Regions from separate parts of the Mus musculus genome. Here regions 2 and 3 are each linked to region 1. A link is a contact called in public Micro-C data. All regions are on one chromosome and are shown on one strand. Each heading gives the region's core, a stretch centred on a gene start, on an enhancer-like site or on the middle of the called end of the contact. The rest is flanking DNA. Distances are from core to core; before and after follow the strand shown. Region 1 holds the start of Vax2 (ventral anterior homeobox 2). Region 2 holds the start of Emx1 (empty spiracles homeobox 1). Region 3 holds the start of Egr4 (early growth response 4).

Region 1 (2,700 bases), core at 35-2,534:
CACTGACTGACTCCCCACACCCAACACCTGTTCAACCTCAGAGACAGAGACCCCACAAGCCTACCCTTGGTGGTCACAGACACCCGCTACCAGATCTTGGGATCTCCTGAAGTACTTTGGCTTGGACTCACACCAAGCATTTGGCTCACCCCTAGTACCTAGTTTATTCCAAATCTGCAAGTGGAAGAAAGGAAGAAGAGTCTGAAGGATCGGGATACTGGCCTTTAAAGGAGCCATAGACCCTCGGTTACACACACCATCCTTCTCAATCTTTCCCCCAAACCTCTTTTTAAAGCTGAGTCAAATACAATGAGACTGTTCCCCACACTTCCTGACACTGTCTAAACAGAAGCGGGACTCTGCAGAACGTGTAGCCAAGAGGACACAGGCTCCTGTCCAGAGATCCGTCTGGAGCAGGCACTGAACAAGGGGCTGCTCCAGGACAGAAGCGCGAGAAAAAAAAAAAGCCCGTGCTCAGTCTCATTCTCTAGGTGTCAGTCCCAGGAGTGACAACCTCAGAGCTGCGGGAGAGCCCAGCGTTTGCTCTTGGCAGTACAACCTGGCGGTCTGCCGGTCCAGCTCCGCACCTCACCCTGGCTGGGGACAGCATCCGCCTCCCGGGCTTGTCTGGCGAAACTCGCGGGATCCCCACAATAAGTGGCTGTTCTGTGTGCCTGAGTGTGAGTGCCTTGGTTGGGGGACGCGTGCCCTGAACCCCAGACCTACACCCCACTCTCTACCGTCGCCCCCACCGCACCAAGTTCCGGAGCCCAGCAAACCTCCTCTTTTCTGCCGGGTCGAGTCAGGGTCGCCTCCTCGAGCTCTGAGTTTTCCATCAAGCGGAGCCAGACTGAAAGCTAGGTGCATTTCCCTGGAGATATAGGGAACAGAGGGAAGAGGGCGAGAGGGACCAATGGGTAGGGAGTAATAAAGTTTATGAGAGGGTGTGGGGCGGTCTTCTGTACCACGGGGCTGTCCAGTCTCCCATTGCCAGGCTCTAAACACCGCCCCACGCGAGGAGGCGCGAAGACACCATCCCCTCCCCCTTCTCCACATATCTCTTTTCCTCCTATCCCTCCTCCTTCTCCTCTTTCCCTCCCCTTGTCTCTCTTCCCCTCACTCCCTCCTCCTTTTTTCCTCCCCCTGAACGAACTCCCGTTGCGCTGCGCCTACTGGATCCACCCAGAGTCCTGGAACCCCAGCTCGCGCCCAATCGCCGACGGGGGCGGGGCCTGTAGGGGGCGGGGCAGATGGAGGAAGGGGTGGGGAGGGGCAGGGAGGGACCTGCTACCCTGAGCTAGGACTAGCGGCTGCTGTGGCCCAAGCAGCAGTGGCGGCGGGCATGGGCGATGGGGGCGCGGAGCGGGACCGCGGCCCCAAGCGCCGGGAGGAGCCTGGTGGCCGCAGCGGGCGTCACGGAGAGCACCGCGGAGCGGAAGATTTGCGTGCTGACACAGGTAGCGCGAGTCCGAGGGAGATTGCTGGGACCTCCGCCTCCAGCCCTGCGGGCTCCAGGGAGAGCGGAGGGGACAGCGACGGACAGCAGGCGCTCGGTGAGACAGACCACTGCCGCCGCATCCTGGTACGAGGTAAGGGGACAGCCGCAGCTCTGATTCCCTGGGCCACCAAGCTGCCTTTCCTGGGGCCTCCGACATCCCTACAACGTCCATCTCTCAGATCATACAGTGGTTCATTCATTTGGTAGTTCATCCTGTAAATACTCCGAGTGCCTATTGTGTGCGGGACACTGAGCTGAACGCGGGGGACAAAGCAGGGGGCTGGACCTTGTTTCGTCCTGCTGGACCGGTGCTCTCTCTCTCTCTCTCTCTCTCTCTCTCTCTCTCTCTCTTTCTCTCTCTCTAGGCCCATCCGGGCTGGTTGGTGTAGTAAGGACACGAATCAGTTGGAGAAGCCCGACACCGAGAGCCAGGGCCTCCGCGCCGGGGTCCCCGGAGCAAGGGCGGAGAAAGTCACGCGCGCGCTGTAGGGACAGGATTGGGAGGGACCCGAGTGGGCAGCTGCTGAGGAAGGCTGGGCCACGCAGGCAGTCGGATGCGTCCCCGCTTCAACCCAGCCTTATTTCCCAGCACCTAGCCTTGCGTGGGTTGAGGCTTAGAGATGGCTGGGTGGGCGGTAGGGTAGCCTGACCTGCCGCGGCTCCGCTGCTCCAGTTTTCCCACTCGCTTGGATACCGCCGGCTCCGGCGCTCCTCCGCCTGGCCTGGCCGCCTGGCCTGGCCGACGCTTTCTTCCTCGGCTCCACCCGCCCTCACCCGAAGTCGGAGCCCCTTCACCCATCCCCCTTCAACCCCCGCAGCAAACTTGCTTTCCCGGCACTCTCCTGCCATCGCTCATCCAGATCCAAACCTCCAATGCCAGTATCCTGGGTCTGGGCCTCTCCCAGGTAGACACTTGGAGAAAGAAGTCTCGGGTCCTGCGGTCAACTGGATCCTAGGCCTGAGGCCTGTTGTTTTTCCGCCATCCTGGGGTTTCGGACTCACTCACTTGGCTTCCCCCAGCTGCCTCCCACAGGCCTCAGGAGGCCTGTAGCCAACTTTCTTTTACGGAGGGAAACCTAGGTTTCTGTCACCCAAGTCAATATCTTAGAGCAGGTGGAGTACAACTTTCCTGACCCCCACCACCACTGTCACCATGTGAGTGGCCCTGGGGATCTGAGAGCCAGCTAGGGCAGGGCATGGAG
Region 2 (2,700 bases), core at 38-2,537, 1.5 Mb after region 1:
CCAAGAAGCTAGGATGCCACTCCCCTCCCCCCAAGGACCACTGGCCTGTCCTCTGGAGAACCACGCGAACAGCAAGGCCAGCTCCAATTTAGAATGCAGTGACCCAAAGACCCCATTTTGGCCTTGTCGTCCAATACTGACGCCCAAGGAAAGGAAATCACTCTGAGCTTAAGCCCCGTGGTCCAGTGGGAGATGGTCGCAGCGCGAGGGAGGGAGGGGGAAGGCTGGCAAAACCGCTGCATTGGAACCCTTGCGAACTGCCGCGGGAGAGCTGCGGAGTGATGGGTTATGTCGCTCCTCCCCGGACAGTGCGAACCTGGCCCCTGAGAAAAGAATGCATATCCTGTTTGAAGCACTGTTCCCCAAATCCATAAAAATGTGAAATTTCAGAAACATAACCGCAGCTTCAGAAAACAGCTCCGGAGGCTGATGGTGGGTGAGGGGAGAGCTCTCTTAGGTTAGGCGAACGTAGACCAGGTTCTCTGGAGAATCTAGGCTGGACCCCAAACACCCATCCTAAGCTTGTATCCAAGTTCTCTAAGAACTGAAACGACATCCCAGGGCGAAGGGAGGGGGTTCAACTGAGGTACGTGCTTGAAGAGGGTTTGGTATATTTCCTCAAGCCCAGGCTTTGTAGATGTCCCCCTCAGAGCAGAGTGTGGCGGAGGCTAAAGGACCAAGTCAGAAAATCAAGATGCAGAGTGGAGGGTAGGAGGAGGACACTAGATCAAGCACCAATGCTCCAGTCCGGCTTTTGCCTCCGACTGGGGACCGTATTCCCCCACCCGCCATCCATCGCCCCGCCCCGCCCCGCCCCCCACCTTGGGGCAGGTGAGCGGTGGCCAATGGGGGAGCGCGGGGCAGGTGCCCGCTAACTCTCTCCTCGCAGAGCTGCAGCCCAGGCCTGGCCCGGCAGAGCTAGAAAGATCACGGGCGGTGGTCGGTCACAGCTTGATTAGTAAGGGAGAGATCCAGGAGGACCGCTGAAGCGGCTCTCAGTAGCACAGGCAGCCCGCGCCCGGGCGTTTGAGAGGAGCTGCCTGCTGGGCCGCGGGGACCACGCTCCAGGCGGTGCGCAGTGGCCCAACTCGGTGTTAGGGCTCTCGCACGCCCCTCGCCGCCCCGCTCCTGGCTGGTCCGCAAGGGCCGAGCGCGGGCGGGTGGGCGGGCGGGGGAGGTGAAGGGTGCGGGCGTGAGTGCATGTGCCAGGCTTGGTGCACACCCCGCACGGCGGCAGCGCCGGGGCACCGAGCGTTCCCCAGAGCCCCGCTACCTCACTCCGCTTCGGCGGCCGCGACGATGTTCCAGCCCGCGGCTAAGCGGGGTTTCACCATAGAGTCCTTGGTGGCCAAGGATGGTGGCACCGGCGGGAGTCCTGGCAGCGGGGGCGCGGGCTCCCATCCACTGGCTGTGGCCGCATCAGAGGAACCGCTCAGGCCCACGGCGCTCAACTATCCTCACCCCAGTGCGGCCGAGACGGCCTTCGTGAGTGGCTTCCCTGCCGCTGCCGCTGCGGGCGCCGGCCGCTCGCTCTATGGAGGGCCGGAGCTGGTGTTCCCAGAGGCCATGAACCACCCGGCTCTGACGGTGCACCCGGCACACCAGCTGGGCTCCTCCTCGCTGCAACCCCCTCACTCTTTCTTCAGCGCCCAGCATCGGGACCCTCTCCACTTCTACCCCTGGGTGCTTCGGAATCGCTTCTTTGGCCACCGCTTCCAGGGTGAGTGTCCATGCCGTGTTCGTGACCCGGGGATGCGGGGGGAGGCTAGGCGCGGCGGCGGGGATGTTCAGAAGTTGTGGGGGGACAAGGCTTAGGGATCAGCCTGGACTGTGCGCAGGCGATTAGCCTGTGGTCTGCTGCGTTGGTCTCCCACCCAAGAAGTGAGGTTGGGACCGCCACGCTTTTCAAGGAATAAAGCCAATTGGAATAGAAGGCCGAGAGCATCCTAGGAGCTTTTTCAGACCCTCCAGTGGCCAACCTTAATCTCCTTTCCGACTAAACCAGTCCCAACCCTGAAATGCTGGCCCTCTGCCCTTCCCGCGCCAGAGCTCTGAGCTGTGACCATACTTCGCTCTTTTGGTCACCACTACTCTTGGCGCGTCGGGGCAGGGGAAAGTCCACCTGCATTCGCTGGCTCTGTGAGAAGCAGGGCAGCGTGGTGCGTTCACTCGGATTTCTTGGGACGTTTCTCAGCAACCTTGGCCAGACTTTTCCCAGTTACATGTGCCCTCTCCGACCCAAAGTGGAAAAGGCTTGCGAAAACAAACCGGCTTTCTTCACCACTGACCTCCTCCAGGAGCCCACCCGGTTGCTAGAGCTCAGGACAGTCCTCTTGAGAGGGGTAGTGGCAGAGGAGGGCTTTTAAGGTCATATCTAGTCTTACCCCACCCCGTCTGCAGCCGCATCTGGTTTGCTAATTAAGACCCCTCCAAAAGCTTTAAACACGCACAAACACACACACACACACACACACACACACACACACACACACACACACACCAGTTATCTGACTTTCCTAAAGAGAGAGAGAGAGAGAGAGAGAGAGAGAGAGAGAGAGAGAGAGAGAGAGAGTTGTGTCCAGTGCAGATAATTTTCTTCCTTGGATGTGCAGTTTTCTTTTCTTTCATTAAAAGAAAATTTTGGCCTTGATTCCTATAGCAATTGCTTAGTTCCCACTTTGATATAGACTTTATTTACAG
Region 3 (2,700 bases), core at 110-2,609, 1.8 Mb after region 1:
TCAGCAGCGCCGGGAGGCCCTCGGTCCCCTCCCCTAAGTCACCTGGGGCCAACGAGAAGGTGTCGTAGGCCCCTGCCTGGTAGAGTCTGGCGGCCGGGCCGGGCAGCTCGGCGGGGCAGCTGATGGACAGCAGGTCCTCGACCTTGGTCCCTACTGCAGAGAAGCGGGCCTCCGGGGTGGTCTGGAAGCTCCCCTGCGACCCACAGTTCCCCGGGACCCCGGCCGACAGCAGCTCCCAGGGGGCATAGGGCCCTTTGAAGGCTGAAGCAGCAGCGTCCAGCGCTGGCGAAGCGGGAGGCGCCCGCAGCCCTGGCTTGACGTCGGGCGGGGAGAGCTGGGGCTCGAACAGGCACTGCGAGGGAGCGCCCGCCGAAGGCGCTGCCTCCCAAAACGCCTCCGGAAAGGCGGCCGAACTCAGATCTGGGGAGTAGAGGTCCGGCAGCAAGGCATCGGGGCCCGCGGGGAAAGGGACATCCAGGGGGGACCGAGACGCTGCCGCCTCGGGACCGGGGAAGGGTGCCAGGCCCAAGATGCCAGACATGAGGTTGAAGAGGGCCTCCGGGTCGTGCGGGTGTTCGGGAACCGCCTGGATGAAGAAGCTGCCGCTGTAGCTGAGGCCCGAAGGGGGCGTGGGTGCAGGGCCCTCCAGGAAGCAGGAGTCTGTTAAGTCCCCCCCGGCGCCGCAGCTGCTCAAAGCCCAGCTCAAGAAGTCGCCTGCCAAAGGAGGGACCACGCATCAGCCCCGCACACCTCAAAGGGCGTGCCTCGGAGCCTACAGCTGCGACCCCCTCCACCCGAGTCCTCCTGGCGCAAGGCACCCGCAGAGCGCCTCGTGCACTTCCGATCCTGCAGCAGAGGGACCCCCACGGACGCCCCAGGGCGCGCACACCCAAGGCTCCCGCACAGGCGCCTGTGGCCTTGGTGGGGGTGGGAATGGTACTGCGCGCTTGGGGACCCCCACCCCCCACCCCGCGCGCCTCTCCTATCACCCTTCATCGCGTTCAGAGTCTTCGAGCTCCCAGACCCGCTCCTTACCTCCAGGATACGCGGCGGCCGAGGGAGCGTCCCTAGCAGGCAGCCGGGGCAGCTCGGGGCTGGCGTGGGCGCAGCCTTCGGTGGGCTTGGAGAGAAGCGCGTCGGAGCCGGAGAAGTCGCTCAGGTGGAGCATGGCGCGGTGGCGGCGGGGCGCCCGGGGCCTCGCTGGACTGGGGCGCGCGCGGCTGGCAGGGAATCCGGGCGCCCCAGTTCCAGGCTCCGGGCGCTTGGCTGGGGCACGAGGGTTGGGGGGCCGCGGCGCCCTGGCTCACCGGCACCTGCCTCGGGTGGCGGCTCCTGGCTTCTCCAAAGTGCAACAGGGCTCCCCCAACCTACAGTCCCCCCACTTATATAGCTGCGGCGGCGCTGGCTCCGGGCTTCCGACTCCCCGGGCCACTGCCATTTCGGGAGGCCCCGGCCCTGGCGCCGTGACGTAAATGACCAAACATGGACACAGGATGTATGCCGGGGACTCCCGAAAAGGAAAGCTCGGCCTGTGACGTTGCTGCCGCCGCCGGGCTCGCGCCGCTGCGTGCGCGCGAGTCCCCAGAGCGTGGAGCCTCGTGTGCGTTGGGCCACGGGTGCGCCCCGCAGGGGCTGAGCTCCGTGTGAGCACCCGGGATGCGCTTTGCCCTCCAGTCCGTAGAATTACTGGTTCGAACCTGCCGTTTCCCACTTAAAACGTTTGTTCCCACCTAATACCAGTTTGTTTTTTTTTTTCACCTGTGAGCTTGCTAAGGAGAGAAATAACAAAATAACATGAAGTCCCGGGAACACTTAGTAGCCCTGAAATGGATAACAGCACTTAAGTTACAAGCAGGATTGAGTTGCATGAGGACCTGAGTCCTGAAAAAGCCAGATGTGAAAGCACTGGGGGTGTGGGGGTGGGGATGTCTGAGATAAGCAGTTCCTTAAAGATTGCCTTTATTTAGGTGTGTTTGTGTTTGCTTCCGTTTTAACATTTTACTGTGCTTTGAAAAAATTATATAAAAATCGTCATAATGAAAAATTTGATGATGGAGGTGGGCGGGATCAACTAGTATACAAGAATATTCCTTTCTTTTTTGAGACAGGGCCTCACATGCAGCTCTGGATGACCTGGAACTCACTGTGTAGACCAGGATGACCCTGTACTTAGAGAGATCCATCAGCCTCTGTCTCTGCCTCCTAAGTCCTGAGAGATGATATCCTTGGTATGTCATCATGCCAAGTTGAGAGTACATTCTGAAAATTAAAGGTTTCTCTTGCCTTCACTTTTTTTTCTTGAGGTAGCCATGTTGACATTTCTTGAGTAGTTTTGGGGAAAATGTTTTTGTCTATACAAACATTCAAACTGTTCTAGAAATATTTTTTTTTTCACTAAAACTAGCTGAGAGATTGCATCATGTCTGAAGACAAAGACCTATTTTCTAAGGCTATTTTCTTAGGCTATTTTCTAAGGCTGACTGGTTCTCCATGGCACAGGGAGACCCTGAATAAGCGTTGGATTGGTTCATATCCACGGACACATAGGTAACTTCCAACTTTTTTTTTTTTTTGAAATGTTGATGTCATTATCCTTAACTGTATAAATGTGAACATATATGGGATAAATTCTTAATGAGTATAAGTCTAAGCTACAGGATATTCAGTTTTTAACAGACAGCTGGCAAATTGTGGCAGTCC

The links. Hi-C and Micro-C count contacts between places; a contact is called where the count stands out from the background.
Region 2: a contact with region 1 is called in a Micro-C map of embryonic stem cells, with 20 times the contacts expected there. The contact joins the promoter of Emx1 here to the promoter of Vax2 in region 1. A contact is called at or near these places in 8 of 39 promoter capture datasets (cranial neural crest, embryonic stem cells, frontonasal cranial neural crest and 4 more), 40 of 484 Hi-C or Micro-C datasets (B cells, cerebellum, cranial neural crest and 9 more), 8 of 115 datasets of contacts at active chromatin or transcription factors (embryonic hindbrain, embryonic midbrain, embryonic stem cells and 1 more) and 1 of 9 other capture datasets (embryonic stem cells).
Region 3: a contact with region 1 is called in a Micro-C map of embryonic stem cells, with 7 times the contacts expected there. The contact joins the promoter of Egr4 here to the promoter of Vax2 in region 1. A contact is called at or near these places in 5 of 39 promoter capture datasets (embryonic stem cells and stem cell-derived epiblast-like cells), 8 of 484 Hi-C or Micro-C datasets (all in embryonic stem cells), 3 of 115 datasets of contacts at active chromatin or transcription factors (astrocytes and embryonic stem cells) and 2 of 9 other capture datasets (embryonic stem cells and liver).

The regions. Positions count from the first base shown.
Region 1 is chr6:83,709,955-83,712,654 of GRCm38.p6, forward strand. Vax2 (ventral anterior homeobox 2) reads left to right here and starts at 1,285. Exons shown (of 3, transcript NM_011912.4): 1 at 1,285-1,589. The coding sequence starts at 1,343. It overlaps Vax2os (ventral anterior homeobox 2, opposite strand), which reads right to left and starts at 2,247. Exons shown (of 6, transcript NR_002871.2): 1 at 2,149-2,247; 2 at 780-871.
Region 2 is chr6:85,186,644-85,189,343 of GRCm38.p6, forward strand. It overlaps Emx1 (empty spiracles homeobox 1), which reads left to right and starts at 1,288. Exons shown (of 3, transcript NM_010131.2): 1 at 1,288-1,720. The coding sequence starts at 1,300.
Region 3 is chr6:85,512,230-85,514,929 of GRCm38.p6, forward strand. Egr4 (early growth response 4) reads right to left here and starts at 1,360. Exons shown (of 2, transcript NM_020596.3): 1 at 1,036-1,360; 2 at 1-714. The coding sequence starts at 1,168.